Regions from separate parts of the Zea mays genome. Here region 1 is linked to region 2. The links are chromatin contacts, called in public Hi-C maps. All regions are on one chromosome and are shown on one strand. The core of a region is the stretch at or near the end of the contact, and the rest is flanking DNA. Distances in the headings are between cores, read along the strand shown. Region 1 has its middle 12 kb from the start of LOC732820. Region 2 holds the start of LOC100283815 (glucan endo-1,3-beta-glucosidase, acidic isoform).

Region 1 (6,249 bases), core at 634-3,133, 71 kb before region 2:
AAACATGTAAGTATAAGGACAATTCCATGTCTCACCCTTTCTTTATTCATGATATTACAAAGGTACCATCGAATGCTCGAAGGCAATTCAAAAACGTCCTTGCCGTTGCCCTGACAGCTTTGAATGCTAGCGATCCAACGAAAAATACGCCTATAGATCGTAAAGAAAATCTGCCTCCTATGCACTGTAGCGCTGTTTATAGGGACTGAAGAAAACAGATGACGCCTAAGAGGGGGTGAATTAGGACTTCTAAAACTTTCACTAAAATAGGCCACAAATAAATACATAGAGCAACATCTATACAAATAATTAAACTATAATGTGTAAATTAGGTTTTGTCTAAGTGTTGCTATCTCTACCGCAATGGCTACGTTTCAATCTACACTATATGAGTATGAATATAAGATTGAAACTTAAATGCTTAATATAAATGCGGAAACTTAAAGAGCAAGATAGAGATGCAAACTCTCGTGGATGACGCCGGTATTTTTACCGAGGTATCCATAACCACGCAAAGTCTTGACTAATCATCGTTGGTGCCCCTACGCAAAGGGAAGCCCACGCGAGGGCCAAGCACCTCAGTCGAGTAGCTTCATAAAGATACGCGGGTCTTCTTCACACGTAAGTGGTGCTCCGCTTCCGGCTCCTCTCGGACGCTCCCTGCCGTCTCCACTATCGAGCTTCCGGCCGAAACGCCGCGGGCCTCGTTCCCTCCGGTACACGGTGGCGGCCATGACACAAACACGGTTGTCACGGTTTCGCAAGACTCTCGGCCCCACTCGGTACAATTACAATGGCTCGCACAAGAGCCGAGGGGTTATGTGGTTTATCTAAACTCACTCAACTAACTAGGATTCACCTAGAGCAAGCGCTATTGCGGTCTAACTAAACTAAGCACTTCGCAAAACACCTACGCTAATCATCGAGTGATTCTATTAAGCACTTGGGTGTTTGAGCACTTAGAAATGTCTATAATATGTCTTGGTATGTTGCTTGCGCTCCCACACCTTGGAATGGCCGGTTGGGGTGTATTTATAGTCCCCAACACAAAACTAGTCATTGGAGAAAAGATGCTGCTTTCTGTGGCACACCAGATAGTCCGGTGCCCCTGTCCGGTGCGCCTAGCCGTTGGGTTGACACCGCAGGTGACCGTTGGCGCGTAGGCTTTTCACACCGGACAGTCCGATGCTCTTCTCTTCATAGTGCCACCTGGAACTAGCGGTTAGGGCCCCTGTTCCTAGTGCACAGGACAATCTAAAAAGAAAAGACTAAAAAGAGAAATTTTATTCCTTTATATATGTGTGTGTGATCTATATTTATCATTTCATGAGAACATCACATGAAAACAAATAAACAAATAACAAAAGATACCAAACAATAAATTATGCATCATGCTGGGATTTTTTTATTTTTGTGTGCATTTGGTGACAATATAAAAACAATATGACCAGAAATATATTAAAGTTTCAAAAAGGGAAATTTAGAATATAAAAGAAATATGTGGACACCCAAATTGGAGATTGAATTCTAAAGAGAATTCTATAATTTGAGAAGGATGAGAAAATACTAAACAAATAGGATAAAATAAAGACATAAATAAATAAAAATTTGTTCATATGGTTATGAAGATTTGGACAATTAGCCTGAGTTTGATCTTCACACAAAAATAGATTCAAATTTGAAATCTAAAATTTAAAAGGAAGAAAAGAAAAAGAAAACATAAAAGGAAAAAGAGGAAGGAATAAACTCTACCTGGGCTCGGGGCACCTATTTCGGCCCACCAGAAGCAAACCCTACGCGGCCCATCCCGTCTACCGTGCGCGCCCTTAGCCCTGGGCTGACCGACATGCCCCACTTGCCAGACTCAAGTTCACAGCCACGTGGGCCGGGCCCGCCTGCCAGTACTAACGCCACGCGTGCGTTTATCTCGCACCAGCTTCTGTGTGGTGGACCCCGTGAACAGTGGCTCCCTCGCGTACACAACCCCCTGGGTCGCTGCGTCCTTGGACCGAGTTGTGAGATATATCCCCTCCGGATCGCCTGCCTAGGAAGCGGAACTCTCCGTAACCACCGGCCGTGGCGCGCGGATTACCTGCGCCCGATTCCCTGGGATCTCTGGATAAGAGGGGGGAATACTCTCTCGTGCCTACCCTCTGAACCCACCCCCACGACCGCCTTGTAACACCAGCTGGAGTCATTGACGGTCGCAAACGTTAGCTCACTGGACCGGAGTACGGGCTGCACATCGCCGTCAGCTTCTCTGGTGACTGCCCTCTCTGTTGATTGGGTGGGTCGTCGGTGGAGGGTGCTCGTGATCCCAGTGATTGAAGTCGTGCGGGGTATCGGGCTTTGCGAAGAAGACCTCGGAAATACCCCCATCGACGATGAACTCCGTTGTGAACCAATCTCCACCGCGCCCAGGACAGGCTGTCACCAGATTCATGGTATGGACTATCCCCTGTAGATCCGCCTTCATCAAGCATTGCATCACGTCATAGTACATAGGATGGGTTGCGTCTGGGCCAGCGGACCGCTCAACGATCTCCGATGGAGATCGCCGTTCGTTGTCTGTCGGGAGGTAGGTGATGAGCTCGTGGGCCTCGGATTCTGGGGTGACGGTGAAGATTTGGCCTAGGGTACGGCTCGGCCAGGATGTATGGTTGGCCGTCGATCTTGCGATACACGATGGGGATCGAATCCAGGTTGATGGTTGTGGGAGGGATGTAGATCGTGACCGTCCGTCCGTCAATCGGCGATCGGAGTCGGGTCTTGGCCTCATTAAATCCGAAGCGTAGGATCGAAATTGGATGGTTTGGGATCCACACCAATTCTATTGTAGCAAGATGTAATCCTGGTCGTTCAGATGGGATCTGACAGCTCTAGTAGGTAGATACCCCTTCGCGTGGCAACATCTCAAAAGAGTCCCTCTGTTTATCAAGAATAAACCCGCGGTCCTACAGTAGTGGGCACCTGGGTCTTGGAAACATTTACACAAGGACCCCTGCACTTTCTAATATTAGTATGCCCAGTCCATTAAATAGGAAATCCAGGAAAAGGAATTAGAAATCTATTTTTTTATGGTTAGAGTTTGTTTAATTCATATAAAATTCATATGAACTTCGAATTGACCCATTCCAATTTCTATAATTCCATAATATTATTGTTTATAACATAGTATCTCTGTTTTGACATGAAAACAGTAAGAAAATTAATCTCTCATTTAATACTATTTCAAGCACATAAAACCATCAGAAATTCATAATTTAAAATATATAACTCCAAATTGATTCATTCCAGTGGCATTTATTTTGTTTAAATATTGTTTATCACCTAGTACCTTTATCTAACCATGAAACTTGATTTAAAATTATTCCCATGAATTACTCTATTCTAGGTACTTAATAACTACATAAAATCATAACTCCTTAACCACGACTCCGATCTTAGTAGTTCTCGTTCCCGCGATCTCGTAACTTCGCATAGATCTTTATTATTCAGTTTGTTCTTATGTTTGGTGTGATGTTAATTTTATCTATGCCATGTTTGTTTGTATTGCTATGACTAGCGCGAGGACACGTGTCAGCTGAAAAGCAAGTTGGTACCTGGAATCTCAAGTGTCAGGCAAGTTGTGCCCTTGATTCACTTTTGTTACCCAATAATGTTCTTTATAATCATTTACCATGCATAAGCTTAATTTTGATGGGACCCAATAGGTCACCCTAGATTGTTTATCTCATTACCTTGTTTACCCCTGAATCACATGGGTAGTTTTTGCTATTGCTTTATATGGTTTTGGGATAATCATTTATTATATCCATGTTCCAGTTATTTTGTTATTCTATTTATGTTCATGTCAAGATCATTATATTATTGTTAATTGGAACATGGAGCTTAACTTGAGAAACACGTGCCACCACAAGGGAGGAATGGGACCCCTTGGCTAACTAATTAGGAAAGCTAGTGGAAGACTACCTTACCCGAAAGGGCAAGGGCAGTAGGGGAGTTGCATGCAAGGAGGTTCTCGGGTTGATTTTGCTGCGATGGCGGTCAGACGGGGGATTCTTGCAAGTGCTCTTCCCATAAACTGTAGCGGGCTTTCGGAAGCTAGTGGAACTTTGTAAAGGCCTCGTAGTGGATCCCTAGCCATTCACCTTGGTAGTGTCTAAAGGCCTAGCTAACCCTGGCGACATGGGAAACACGACTTGTGGGTAAAGGGTACAACCTCTGCAGAGTGTAAAACTGGTATACTAGTCGAGCTCACGGTCATGAGCGACTCAGGACTCTCTGATGATTAAATTATGGAACCTAAACTCAATTTGTCATTTGCATTTGCATGGGATTTGTTATTAATTTTGTTCTATTATTTTATTATGGTTTGGTATTCACTTACACTTAGTAACTGCTAATAAAATTTTGACCAACTTATAAAAGCAATGCCCAGCTTTAACCCCTGTCATTGATTAGCCTTACACATCACATGAACTCTCACCTTTGTGAGTTCATGTCACATTATTCCCCACAACTTGTTGAGCGATGAACATGTGTGAGCTCACCCTTGCTGTCTCACACCCCCCCACAGGAGAAGAGCAGGTGGTTCAGGAGGAGCCACAAGGCGAGGAGTTCGATCTGATCTAGGTGGCGTCTCTCAGTTGATATTGGCGCCGACGATCCTTAGTTCGTTTTATATTTATAATTTATTTTGTAAGACTTCCGTTATGTAATAAGTACTCTGATTATTGTGACATTTATCTCTATGCACTCTGTTATTATATATGTTGTCTTCTTGGCGCATGTATGAGATGCACCTGGCTTTGTCCCTTAAAGCTGGGTGTGACAGAAGTGGTATCAGAGGAAATGTTGACTGTAGGACGAAACCTAGATAGAAATGGACAACCTTTACCTACTTACCTTACTCTGATTCATTCTATACTTATCTTATCTTGATCCTGTCTCACCTTGTGCTGTCATACTCTGATTACTCTTATCTTTTCAACTCTAAGACAAGATGGAATTCACACCTTGGAATCCTACATTTATGAACTTTTTAAGAGATAGGAGACCTAAGACAAAACTAAAATTATTTTCTCTATTAAAAAAATGTTGATTGATTGTTCTGATGATAAATGCTTGATTTGCTTCTTTGATTGATTGAAACATTATAGTTGGGCATCTTAGCATGTACCACCATAAGATAATGTATTATCTTTAGTAGGTGACACACTAATCTACTTAGCTAGTAAATCCCCCGTAGTAACATCCCTCGTAAATACTCGCCTTGTCTACAATTCTTCCTTCCTTACCCTATGTTTCTAACCCAGATGGGCTACCCCTATAGTGTTAGAAGAGAGCACTATAGACGTGATCCTTGGTATGTCATGGTTAAGAAAGGCAAATGCAGTATATACACTGTGCTAAGGGAACCGTAGAACTCACCAGTTCCAAAGGAGAAAGATTTCAAGTTGAAATTGCAGTAACTACCTCTACTGGACGTGCTACATTCTTCATAGATGTGGAGTTTGTTGGTAACAACATCCGTGTGGTTTGGGATTTTCCGGATGTCTTTCCAGAGGAGTTATTAGGGATGCCACCAAATAGGGAAGTTGAGTTTGTTATTGGTCTCTTACCTGGAACTGCTCCTATTTCTAAACGGCCATACAAGATGTCCGTAGAAGAACTAAAGGAATTTAAGAAGCAATTAACAGAGTTACAAGAGGCTGGGTACATTCGTTCGGATTCTTCACCTTGTGGAGCACCGGTTCTATTTGTATAGAAGAATGATGGATTGCAAGGGATGTGCGTGGATTAAAGGTCCCTTAATGATGCTACTATGAAGAACAAGTATCTGTTACCCCGCATTGAGAATTTATTTGATCAGATGAGAGGTGCAAGGGTATTCTCGAAGATTGAACTCCGACCGGGTTATCACCAAATGAAGATTAGGCCATCGGATATTCCCGAGACGATTTTATCGACCTGATATGGTTTATATGTGTTCACCGTTATGTCATTTGGACTAACTAATGCACCAGCCTATTTTATGGATAAAAAAATAAGGTGTTCATAATTTGGACATATTCGTCGTAGTGTTCATCGACGATATTCTTATTTATTCCAAGAGTGAAAGTGATCATGAAGAACATCTAAGATTGGTGCTACAGAAGCTACGAGATAATCAACTCTACGCCAAGTATAGCAAATACGAGTTTTGGATTGGCGAGGTGCCCTTTCTTGGACAAATCATTTCTAATG
Region 2 (6,414 bases), core at 2,001-4,500:
TTGAGGGCCGATTTGATGAGCCTAGATGTGTTTTCCCCTGCGGAGTCGCCAAAAAGTATGTTGACGCCTTTTCGGAGCGCCAAACACTCAACAAGAACCGTGGCGGTGCCCTCTGCACAGGGCCGGACGGTCCGCACGCAGGGGCCGGACGGTCCGCGACCTGGTGCGAGGCGCGGTGGTGCTCTCTGCGCAAGGGCGGACTGTCCGCGGCCTGGTGCGCGGCTAGGGCTCCTGCCTGACGGCCGGACGGTCCACGCCCTGGGGCCGGACGGTCCGCGCGTACGCAGGGGCGGCGGAAGATCGCCGACGGCGCCTGGATCTCGCTCCCGGGAGGGACCCCGTCGGGGAGTAGAGATCCTAGGTGGTGTCTAGGCTCGGGCCGGCCGACCTAGACTCCTCTAATCGACGTAGAGTCGAGGAGAGGCGGAGAATTTGGGGATTGGAAGACTAAACCTAAACTAGACTAGAACTACTCCTAAGATAAAATGTAAATTGTATTGATTGAAGGTTCGATTCGTCGTCTCAAATCGGCCGTAGACCTCTCTATTTATAGAGGAGGAGGGCTGGACCCGTTACAAACAAATTTCCGAGTGAATCCCGCGAATTTAGCTAACAACCGTAGCACAAAACTCGGAACCCTAAACTGCTCTGCTTACGCGCGGACCGTCCGGCCCCCAGGCGCGGACCGTCCGGACCGTCCGCCCTGCTCAAAATGAGCTCCAACATTAACCCTAAAATTAATATTAGAAAAATAATCGCTTTTTTGTCGCTCTAACATGTCCCGCTAATTTTAGTCGCTATTTCAGCGGTTTGGAACAAAGCCTTAGCATATACAAAACTTCATTTTTTTCTATATTTAATAGTAAATGATCATTAGATATAAAAAAATTGTACAAGACTAATAAGAGGGTGCATGGCCCACTCCTCCCCTCCCCGCGGTTAAGATCAAGCAAGTTCCAATCAAGCTTTACTTCCTCAGCAATGACAGAGTGGATAAGAACTAGAGTTTGGCACGTGAGGGCAGAAGATGACAAGGAACACGAGCAAGGAAGTGGTTACGGTTAGGGGCCATGGTTCTAAACACCACCTAAAGCTTTGTTGGATTGCGTCTGAATCGAAGAGTATTGAGGGAGATTAATTCCATTCTATTCAATTTTGACTAGAGATAGATTTAATTCCCTCTAATCCACTTCGATTTAGACACAACCGAACAAGCCCTAAGGTGAGAATCATTTGAAAATCCTAGGGCAGTTAGGTCCATGTGAAAGCAATAAGGAGGATGGTAAGCATGAGTTAGGGGTGACCTTGAGTCAGCGCATCAGATACCTCTTTGCCTCCATGCCTTCACGCTCCACCAATGGAAGAGAATTTGATTCCCTTCTCAAACCCTAAATCAAAGAATAACCCCCACGAAATTCCACAATCCGACGAACTTTGTTGGGCATCTATGGAGTGCGACTTCAACAAAGTCCTTTGCCGATGTTATGAGAGACAAACTGGCTCCCATGGTGGTTAAGCTACGAGATTTTTTACCATTGGTGGTTGTCGCCCACCTAGATGGCTTGAAGGCAGCAAAAGATTGTTGAGCGGATTTTGTGATTTTTATTGACTTCGATCATCAATTGTCAGAGGCTCTTGTGGTCATCCATGTGGAAGATTAGTAAATGCCAACTCTAGTAATATCATGGCTTTGTTGGAGTGTTTCATTAGTGCGATTCTTATAGAACCCTTATTGTAGGCTAGGCATAATACCAATTAACATGTGAATCACCTAGTTTGGACTAACCATAATAAGGATGTCGGTTGTCAGCAAGCAACCGAGCCTCAGGGATAAAGATCATGTCATCACTTGTCTCATATGGTTTACACTCCAAACTATGCTTCCAGTTACATATACTTGTAGTATTTCATCTACTTATTGTGTAACATTGTTTCTCTTATCATCAAGTAGCTTAATCATATAGATCTTTCACAAGCTATTAGTGTATTTAGAAGAATAGTCTAAAACAAAACTAAAACATGAAATCGCTTCCACATAATCATATATATTGCCTCTAGTTGAAATAAAAAAATTGTACAATAATTCCTTAATAGGCTATTTGACCTCGTCTAGCCATCTAGGTCCTTTCGCATGTCCGGTGCCTTCTAAAAACTTAAGTGTTCCGTATAAAACGCCAAAAGTCTATGATAGAGACAAATAGTATGATATTGTAGCATCTTCATTATTGATGATGTTTGTGGCTTTCATATTTTGAATTTTATTCTTACTGTTGCGATTAAAACTGATCATGTCTACTAAAATATTGATAGGCATAGGTACCTGATGGATGGATACCCATTATCCTTGTGGGTGACGGGCATAGAATAATTTTACACGTATGATGGATACAGGGGCGTAGCTATGTAGGTGATGGTGAATGGACATGCACCCACGAAAATTTTAAAAACTAGTGATTTAGACCAAATTTTCACTATATACGCACCATCTATGAGTTATTACTATACACCATCAAGTCATTTGCACCCTGCTTTGGTTCGCTTTAGCTTCATCGCTGGATGGATAGTGGATGTGAATAATGATATCTTTTTTTCTCTGGTGACCATGAGTGTGTCCTTGTCTCTGCCCGCATATCTTAGTCGTTGTCATCCCTGCAGACTATGAAGCGTCCGGAGACTTATGGAGTGTTTGTTTAGAATTATAATATGCTAAGATTATATAATCCAACAACTTTTAAACTAATAATCTAGACATATTATAATTACAAACAAACGCGGTAACGACTGTTATGCAAGCAGTCCTTCTGTGCAAGCGTGCAATCAAACCATCTGATCCATTAGATTACGATCCAACCACAGATACAACTATGATTTGTTAGGGAGTTTTTTATAAAGATTATTGAGCTGGTGGTGGAAGGGTTTAAGTGTTAAATGTGACCTACGGTTGAATCACGATCTAATGGATCAGATGGTTTGCTTGCACGCTTGCACAGAAGGACTGCTTGCCAACAAACGCAACCTAGTAGTCACAGCAACGGTTTGATCAATGTGGACGTTTTTTCTTGCCATTTCAAAATTCAGCCCCGCGCGTGCCAGTGGGCGTGCATATCAGATTCTCAGGTACGGCCGTTCCTTGCTTAGCACAAAAGCATAGTTTGAAAAACCAACGGCTATGTGTGTCAACGGCCACTACCAACCCGATCCAAACAGCCCATCAAAAGACCATAAGCATCATAACCAAGCAGTGACCCACGTGGATCTGCCACAAAGCCCATCCTCAAGTCTCAACCTTAACTTCCTCGATCTGCCACAACTACAACTACAAGCAACCAGAACCATACAATTCTTGCCAAAGCAGAATCTATTTAACGGCGACAACACAACCAAAGCGTGGCATTCTTCCTTCCTTCTTTCCTTCACCAATGGCCACGAGAATAGCCTTGTGTCTTCTCGGCCACGTCCTCCTCGCCGTCGCGTCGATGGCAGTGGCGGCGGCGGCCGGTGACGCGGGCAAGATCGGCATCTGCCACGGCCGCGTTGGCAGTAACCTCCCGCCGCCGTCGGCCGCCGCGGCACTGCTCAAGCGGAACGGGATCACCAAGGCGCGGCTCTTCCTGCCGGACCCGGCCGTGCTCCCGGCCTTCGCCGCGGCGGGCATCGACCTCATGGTGGGCGTGCCCAACGAGAACCTCACCTTCCTGGCCGCGGCGGGGCCCGAGGGCGCGGCGCAGTGGCTGCGGTCCGCGGTCCTGGCCCACGCCCCCGCCGAGCGCGTCCGGTGCCTCGCCGTCGGCAACGAGGTGCTGTACAACAACCAGTTCTATGCGCCTCACCTCGTGCCGGCCATGCGGAACCTGCACGCCGCGCTCGCCACCCTGGGGCTGGACGGCAGGGTCAAGGTCTCCTCCGCGCACGCCTCCTCGGTGCTGGCCGCCTCGTACCCGCCCTCCGCCGGCGCGTTCGACGCCGCCTCCCTCCCCGTCCTCCGCCCCATGCTGCGGTTCCTGGCCGACACCGGTGCGCCCTTCATGGTGAACGCCTACCCTTTCATCAGCCACGTGAACGACCCGGCGAACGTGCAGCTCGCGTACGCGCTCTTCGGAGCGGGCGCGGCGCCGGTGCAGGACGGCGCGCTGGTGTACACGAACCTGTTCGACGCCACGGTAGACGCGCTGGTGGCCGCGCTGGAGAAGGAGGGGTTCGACGGCGTGCCGGTCGCGGTGACCGAGACCGGGTGGCCAACCGCGGGGCACCCGGCCGCCACCCCGCAGAACGCCGCAGCGTACAACGCCAAGATTGTGGAGAGGGCGGCGCGCGGCGTCGGCACGCCGAAGCGGCCCGGCGTGCCCGTGGAGGTGTTCCTGTTCGACTTGTACGACGAGGACGGCAAGCCCGGCCCCGAGTTCGAGCGCCACTTTGGCATCTTCAGGGCGGACGGCAGTAAGGCGTATGACATCAACTTTGCCTAGAGCTGGTAGTTTCTGGAGCGATGGACGGCTTGTTGATTAGTGGATCAACTGGTGTATGCTGAAGAAAAAATGCCTCACATCCCCTCTTGTTTTACATGTCTCGTGACTACTGTGTCGTTTATTGATTTATTATAGTTGCCCACATGCGAAGACTAATAACTGATTCTTAGCATTTGAGTGATGGCATTGTCCCGGCAGTGTCTGAACAATTTATGGATTGATTCGAGCATGGCACAAGAATGACAGGATCTTTCCAAGATTGGTTCGAGTATGTTACTTTCGCCATGGTAGGCTGCTAACTAGTTCTGGCTTAAACACGAACTCCAGTTGCTGGCTCAAACTTTTCCCTTCAATATTTCTGGAAAGAGCCTTTAGAGCCTTTATTATATCGTTTCAGAAAACACTGTTATTGTTTTATTGAAAGGGCGTTTCTTGTACCCCGTACATGGAAGGATCGGTTATGCCGTACGCTGTATGATTGTTTCTGTCTCACCGGCTACACCAATCAAGCTGCTTCTGCTAGTTGCTGCAAGATGACACAACTGAAAACGGGTGATTAAACTGAAGAACAGATACCAGATTTGAGCAATGCCGTGGAAAAACTAGTGAGCAATACCAACCCTCCGCAGTCGCTACCATGTTGTTAAGGAACTGGTTCAAATTTACAGATGCAGTCGTATAGACTCCCATTGAAGAGTTTTTCTGCCAATCGCTGATTCTTGACCATAGCAAGCTGCGCATAAAAGCTCGACATGTAAAAAATGGCATACATGATTAGGTGGGACATAACACTGATTAGATATTCTGCTCCTTAGCTCCAGCAAACTGATAGAAATGTAAGGAAGTTCCAGCTTCAGTTAAAGCTACATTGGTAATTAAAATCATTGGAATTTGGAGTGCAGTTCAGTGTCTATGACTGAAAATATTGTTGTAATTATGATCTGCAACTGATCTAACCATAAAATGTACTGCACATCCTTTTTTTCTTAATCTTAAATGCAAAATCTATGATTCCTTCTTTGTAAGATGAGGAAATTTCTAGGCCCTTAGAACTATCAAGGTTGCCTGCGTACTTGTGTAGCAACAAATAGGTAAGGTTTGCAGAAAGAAACAAGTACCTTTAGAGCATCACACTTAAAACGGGCATTGAGGTTGGTATGCAGTGATCGCCCCATGCCTTCTAAAATTAACTGCATTGTATTGGAAAGCAAGCCAACATATTATAAATAACAGAACATTGCAAACGATTTTTGCATGAGAAAATGCATTCAGTTCAAATGCTACAGCCTTCTTACCAAATCTGCATCCTTTGCAGCAGCAGCAAGCTCTGAGCTAACCTGCCGGAAATCAATACATGGACTGCCGCATCCATTCTCAACAACCATTAGTGGCACTGACACTGTCTCATCCTTGAGATCATCTTGGATGCCAGCCATTGCATCGACTATCAATCCACCAGCTTCTGCAGCTTTCCGAAGGATACCACAGTGCTGTGATACATTATCATGAGTTATATCATTATATGAACTTAGAGCTGCCAACGATAAATAATGCAGCTAAATGGCAAGGTAGCACCACTTTGTACCTTTGAGGCTTCAGCTATAACTTCTGGAAGTTCATTAGCGGTAACATCATTCAAAGCCGGCAACGAATTTGCAACAAGAACTACCTGATCAAATTAAACATCTATTATCAATAGAAAATTTATGACAATTGTATATTCCATAAGTAATCACCAAATGGGATAAAATTGAAGGTCTCCTTCAGTTCTATGATTATTTTACACGGTCAGTCGGAAAGCTAAAATCATCTCCATTTTTCAGCCATGGGCTGTCAAAAATAAAAAAAACTCGACCTGCAGGGGTAAGACCACCCCCACGATATTATATTAAGAAGACCTTCTCACATAGGTCGAGAAAACTCCCGAACCCCTGGGCAACCATACACA

What was found. A called contact is a pair of places that touch in the nucleus more often than the background predicts.
Region 1: a contact with region 2 is called in a Hi-C map of leaf, with 6 times the contacts expected there. The contact joins the enhancer-like site here to the promoter of LOC100283815 in region 2. A contact is called at or near these places in 2 of 25 Hi-C or Micro-C datasets (ear and leaf).

Annotation. Positions count from the first base shown.
Region 1 is chr7:149,468,240-149,474,488 of Zm-B73-REFERENCE-NAM-5.0, reverse strand. No RefSeq gene overlaps it. Among protein-coding and RNA genes, the nearest start is that of LOC732820, 12 kb to the left of the region's middle. Within about 2 kb of position 1,883, at least 17 of the 20 cell types and tissues checked have an H3K27ac peak or open chromatin away from gene starts, as enhancers often do. A contact at or near this core is called in ear and leaf, where this site is marked.
Region 2 is chr7:149,398,544-149,404,957 of Zm-B73-REFERENCE-NAM-5.0, reverse strand. LOC100283815 (glucan endo-1,3-beta-glucosidase, acidic isoform) reads left to right here and starts at 3,250. Exons shown (of 1, transcript NM_001156713.1): 1 at 3,250-4,662. The coding sequence starts at 3,420. The coding sequence ends at 4,466. LOC103633092 (pantothenate kinase 2) reads right to left here. Exons shown (of 23, transcript NM_001347107.1): 19 at 6,052-6,135; 20 at 5,762-5,956; 21 at 5,585-5,656; 22 at 5,087-5,199; 23 at 4,829-4,992. The coding sequence ends at 5,110.